Linked DNA regions of Mus musculus: region 1 is linked to region 2. Evidence: chromatin contacts called from public Hi-C data. All regions are on one chromosome and are shown on one strand. The core of a region is the stretch at or near the end of the contact, and the rest is flanking DNA. Distances in the headings are between cores, read along the strand shown.

Region 1 (2,935 bases), core at 132-2,631, 3.8 Mb after region 2:
GCCCAACACTGACCCTGCACATTCTCAGCTAACCAGCTGAGTTTAGAATTTCTAAACCCCCATTTAATGCCGTTGATGAATTTTTTCCACCACCCCCCCCCCCTGTCTTTCTAAATACATAAATTTAAGCCTTTCTTTGAAATTCAGCTAAAAGTTACTATTAGGGTGTTTCCTTACCACCCTAATAGTAGTAATTGTCTCATTAATTCCAATTCATATATCATAGTGTGATTCAGATTAGTTCCCTTCATGTTTCATGTCCAGCTCCTAAGAGGGAGCGCACTAACTTTTATTGAAAACCAGCTAATTTTCCTCAAAAGTCACTTTTATCCTTTCAGACAAAGGTACAAGATTTAACTGTTAATTAAAAGTGGGGTACAATGTCCACATTGCCTCACTCAGTACTTGAGTACTACACTAAGCACAAAGGACTAACAAGTCTGAGGCAAGATTTCCTCCATACAGATACCTTCCTTAAGGAGTTTCCAGGTGACTGAAAGTAACTCCAACAAGAACCTGCTGGCCTTTAGAAGAGACACACAGTTTTCTATGAAGCCTTCTTTCCTTCTAAACTCCAATATTTCTGGAGGAACTCTTGTTCATTATTTCCTAGATGCTAAGGCCAGGGAAGCTCATCTTGGTATAAGTGTGTCGCACTGTTTGACACAGTAAAACTAGTGGTCTAGGACCCTTGAGTTAAAAGATCTAACCAAACAAGTCAGAGTCACAGACTCACAGGACTGTAGCTTTAAAGGCTTGGCAAATAAATAAATAAATACATACATACATACATACATACTTCGGTAATCCTATGTGATACGGACCAAAACAGAAGGAATTTATAGTTACACCAAAAAGACTCTGAGAAAAAAAAAAAAAAAAGACAAAGGAAAACCATTACTCTGGGGAGGCGGGGTGGGGGTCAGTAACTGGAAGACAAGGATCCTGGAACTAAACACCCATTAAATCAACTCCCTGTTAACTGGCTTAGGGTCTACGAACTGCTGTCTCCAGGAAGAAGGCCATCTACACGAAAATTAGACATAAACACTGTCCAGTCCCTCCAGGGAACCCTAAGCATAAGATCCTGTCAAGTTTTGACTGGAGTCACTTCGCTGCTTCGGTGGCCCAAAGGTGGGTCAGAGCGCCGACTCCAACTTCGGGAGTCGGGCCTCTTACCTTGCAAACCGGACCTGGAATACGATCTCTATTTTCCTCCTCCGCCTCTTTGGCCACATCGGCCTGCTTAGCTGGCTGCCCGGCATCTTTCGAGCTCCTTTTTGGCTTCTTCGCTTGAACCTCCAAGCCTCCACGCCGCTTTCTCTTGGTCGCCGCCATCTCGCCTCGCCGCGTCGGTCGCTGCCTGCACTTCCGGTTCTGCCGCTCGCTCTGCCTTCCGATCTCTATGGTAGCCCACGTTAGGCTGTGAGTTAAGTCATCCGGCTCCAAGGCGCTCGCTTCCGGTCTCGAGGTAGACTCTCTAGGCACACGGCGGCTCGGTGGTGACGGTGGCCTAGGTGGTTGCGTATCTGAACGGTGGCGGGAGCTGTTTGCCTGGCTTGCTAGCTTTTTGGACGCTCAGGGTGTTCTTGGGGCTGGGGTGGCAGGGGCTTTGAGGGGTCGGACGTCACCCACAGCCTGGCGCCAGGGGCTCCCTTAGTGGCCGCTGTGCGGCGAGCGGGCCGAAGTCGCGTTCTCCTGCAAGCCAGGTTGGTGGCGCTCAGAGGTGCTAAGCAAGCCCGGTTACCCGCGCCTTTTAGAGCTACCCTGTGAACTGCATTCAGTGTAGAATACCGTAGTTTTGAGACATGAAAATAGAATGATCTCGATTTCGGCTCGGGTTGAGGTCGCCAGTCCTGTCCGCACTGATAGCGAGGTTTGTTGTTCCGTGTCTCAGGTTTTCACACATCTTCCGGAAGAGGAGCATCCTTCTTCTCGGAGCCGACGGTACCGTGGACCATCCATGCCTCTCCTAACCCAGTACAATGAAGAGGAGTACGAACAGTACTGCTTAGTGGCCAGCCTTGACAACGTTAGGAATCTCTCCACTGTCTTGAAAGCCATTCATTTCAGAGAACACGCCACGTGTTTTGCTACCAAAAACGGAATCAAGGTTACAGTGGAGAATGCAAAGTGTGTGCAAGCAAATGCCTTTATTCAGGTATGGGGGAGTGAAGACATTTTTAAAGCATTCCCTAATGAATGAATTTGGAAGGACTTAATTCAACAAAACTCAAGTTAGTGAACAAAATGTCGTTACTTTTTTTTCTTTCCTGCCAACAAATACTTTCCCCATCTTGTCTCACACAGATAACGATTACTAGTGATAGTTTATTAATGACTCTTCTCACCATTTTCCTCTTTTAATCTTTACACATATAGACACTTTCTCGTTTGACATAGTGGCACCAGATTTAATTTTCAGTAGTCTTACAACTGATTGAATTAGGGCGAGAACCCTATTTACTCTTTACAGTATTATTGTCATGCACGTTTTAGTTTTTCCTCTTATTGGCTGTAATTTTTCCTCGGAGCATTTTCCCCCGGAGATAGAGTCTAACATGTAACCCTGGTTACCTGGAACTTGGTTTATAGACCAGACTGGCTTCAAGTTCTTGGAGATCCGCCTGCTTCTGCCTTGCCTCTGCCTCCCAAGTGCTGGGATTAAAGGCATGTACCACCACTGCCTGACACTGAATTATCCTATCCTTAAGTGACTTTAGCTTTAAGGGATAGGCACAAGACAGAGTTAGGGCAAGTTCACATAGGTGTTAAATTTAGATACAGAAATGAAGATGAAGAGCCCTTACTAGGGGGTGGTAACTTTGTGGTGTTTGGCTTTTTAATATTTTTAGAAAGGTTTATTTTATGTATGTGAGTACATTGTCTTCAGACAGACCAGAAGAGGGCATCAGAACCCATTACACATAGTGGT
Region 2 (2,981 bases), core at 130-2,629:
TTGAATTTTATATGTATTTCAAGCATTTATGAGTAAAGGAAATCTGTAATTGCTTACTTAATACCACTCTGTTAATATACTGGATCAACAAAGTCATTTTAAATTACATTTGCATAATTTCTACCTTTGGGCTTTCAAGTCTACAATTGCTCACTATTATTAACACGGAGAGTCTTTCTAATATTTTTTTATTTTTCTTTTTGATTTTAGAGAGGTTTTGGTTTGCTTTTTTTTTTTTTTTTTTAGTGAGAACATTATTATTATTTAGAACATTATTAGAACAAAAGGAGCTGAAGGTTTACACTAACAGATACTCGTTTTTGACGTCTGTACTAAAAACTAAGTGGTTAAGGCAAGATCTCCACTTTGGACTTTTAAGTCTGGAAGAGAGAGGTGAGGAATAGGAGGAGACAAAATATCCTCTCATTAAAGTAATCTAGCTTAAGAGAGTTGCTGGGTTAAGGGCCAAATGAGTGCGTACTAACCCGCTTCTAGAAACCCGTAAACTAATCCTTGTGACTAGTCCGCATTAAAAACATCGATCCTCGACATCGGCATCAGCCAGTGATGTAGGAGTAACAGAAAGCCAGGACGAGGCGCCCAGCCTCCTCCCCGGGCTCCGGGAGAGGAAACCCTGTCCCGGGCCTCCAGGCGCTGGCGCGCGCCGGGGAAAGAGTCCCGCGCTCGGGCGAGCGCCCTGCACGCCCGCTTTCTGCACTCCTTGCACGTCGGATGCCCGGCGGACCGAAAGCAAACCTCCGCCCTGCCGCCCAGCTCTCGGCGGCGGCGGCGAGCGGCTTTGCCTGTGATCAAGCGCGAAGCCGCTTAGCTCAATGGTCAGAGCGTGGGTGGAAAACAAACTTTGTTACGTGTTCACTCGGGGCGCCGCGGTTCTGGGAAAAGGATCAAAGCGACATTCCTAACTGTGCGCCGCGCGCCTTTTTCCCGGACCCCACCCTCTCTTTTAATAATAATAATAAAAATAATGGTAACAATTTTAGCCGATGAGTAAGGAAACGGGCTTTAAAGCCACGCGGGGAGTGCGGCGGGGCGGGCCAGCAGGTGGCCCGCCCGCATCCCGACCTCCGCCGCGCGCGCGCCCAGAGTCCCGGGCCACATCAATGGGCGCCCCCCCCCCCCGTGGGAACTGCGCCTCCCACCACGCCTGCGCCCCGACGCCCTGCCCGTGTCCCCCCGCCGGGGGTCGCATCCCACCGCCCAATGCGGGTCGGCACAGGCGGCGGCGCGTTGCTCGGCGCCCGCGGGCGAGCCTCCGTGCCGAGGGGCGGGGGCGCTGCCGCGGGAGGGGGGCGGAGGGGGCGGGAACGGCGCGCGGGGAGGGGAAGGGGGTTCTCGCGCGATCGGGCGAGGTTTCCGGTGTTGTGACTGAAACCCGTCAATATGGCGGCGATCGGCCGCGGCCGCTCTCTGAAGAACCTCCGAATACGAGGTAAGCCCGCTCGCCGCCCTCGCTCGCCTCACCCGGTGCGGGTCACGGGTCGCGGCGCTCGGCTTTGCTCCGGGCCTGGGGATGGGGTGGGGTGAGGTTGGACGGGGAAGACGAGCGGGGCGTCGGGCGCCGCCGGCCTGCGATGGATTCTAACTGGGGTTGTGTGTCTTGTCTCGCACAGGGCGGAATGACAGCGGCGAGGAGAACGTCCCGCTCGATCTGACCCGAGGTAACGCGGGCCGCCGCGGCCGCCGGGGAGGCGCGGGCAGCCGGGCGGGCGGGCTGGCAGGCGAGCCGCGCGGGGCAGCGAGGGGCCGAGCCCGCGCCCATCCCCCTGCCCCGCGCCCGGGTGGCCCGGGTTGCCCGGGGGGCTGAGCCCGCTCCGGGGCCTCGGGCGGCTGCGGAGCTCCCCGGCCGGCTCGGTCGCGTGTGTGTCCCCCCTCCGTCCGCTCCCGGGTCCCCCCACCTCCGGATCCCGGGGGCGGCCTTGGACGGGGTGGGTGGGGGAGCAAGGTAGAGGTTGTTATTTAGGTTGCTGGAGGATGTTTGTGGGAAGAGCGACCACATCCTGCCCTCCCCGTTCCCCCCAAGAGCAGATGCTGGACCCTGCCGGCTTCTTGCTCACTGCGGGACTGCTCTTCCCTGCCCGTGGGATCCTCTTGGGTGGGGTGGGGGGGGTCCCCGCAGCTTTTTGAGAACCCGGAGAGCCCGTGATGACTGCTAAGTGTCTGGTTCACGCCGCAGCTCCCTGCTGCTCGCTTCCCGTCTCCCGGGCCCGCTGGGGCTGTAGTTGGCTGGAGACCGCCCGCCCCCTCACTCGGCCGCCGCTTCATTGTGTACCTTGTGGCTGCAGTGGAGGAGAGCTGGGTTTGTTTACACCTTTCCCAGCAGGGCGAGCCCCGCGTGTGTTTTGTTTTTAAGAACCGCACCCGGCGAACGATCGGTATTTTCTTGCTTCGGTCACCGGCCCCCGGGCTGGTGTTTCATCTCCCAGTATCTCGCCGAAGCATCAGTCCGTTCTCTGCCTCCTTAAACAGGAGTTGGGTCTACAGATTCCGGACGGTCCGACTCCACAGCGCTGGAGTGGAGTGTAACTTAACTAGTTCTGCTGTTACGGAATCACTTTTTGAGATCCGTGAAACACCTTAGGACGTTAAAACAAGACAAGAACAGTCGTAAACATTGTATATACGACATGAATTTGGTTCCCCCACCCACCCTGTATGTAGTGACCGTCGTATAAAGTTATTTGGTGGATGTGGGATTTGGGGGACCCATCTCTGTATTGACTGCGTAATTCAGTTCTGTTTCGGTTTTTGTATTGTAAGAATCCTTCTGTGTAGACTGAAAGACTAGTTTTGATTTAGTTTCATGAACACGTGTTTGTTGTTTAGCATTTGGTTCTGATAGTTTAGGAAGCTGTTTTGAGTAAAGGAGCCCTTTCAAAGGGGAACCTCTTTAAAGATCCAGTGCAGTGGTGTGTCAGTCCTAGAGATGGCGACTACATCAGTGATCTGGAACACTCTTACCA

The links. Hi-C and Micro-C count contacts between places; a contact is called where the count stands out from the background.
Region 1: a contact with region 2 is called in a Hi-C map of B cells, with 6 read pairs. The contact joins the promoter of Brix1 here to the promoter of Rictor in region 2. A contact is called at or near these places in 2 of 484 Hi-C or Micro-C datasets (B cells and muscle stem cells).

The regions. Positions count from the first base shown.
Region 1 is chr15:10,484,556-10,487,490 of GRCm38.p6, forward strand. It overlaps Brix1 (BRX1, biogenesis of ribosomes), which reads right to left and starts at 1,382. Exons shown (of 10, transcript NM_026396.3): 1 at 1,180-1,382. The coding sequence starts at 1,338. Rad1 (RAD1 checkpoint DNA exonuclease) reads left to right here and starts at 1,463. Exons shown (of 6, transcript NM_011232.3): 1 at 1,463-1,709; 2 at 1,898-2,161. The coding sequence starts at 1,964.
Region 2 is chr15:6,707,002-6,709,982 of GRCm38.p6, forward strand. It overlaps Rictor (RPTOR independent companion of MTOR, complex 2), which reads left to right and starts at 1,380. Exons shown (of 38, transcript NM_030168.3): 1 at 1,380-1,450; 2 at 1,632-1,679. The coding sequence starts at 1,402.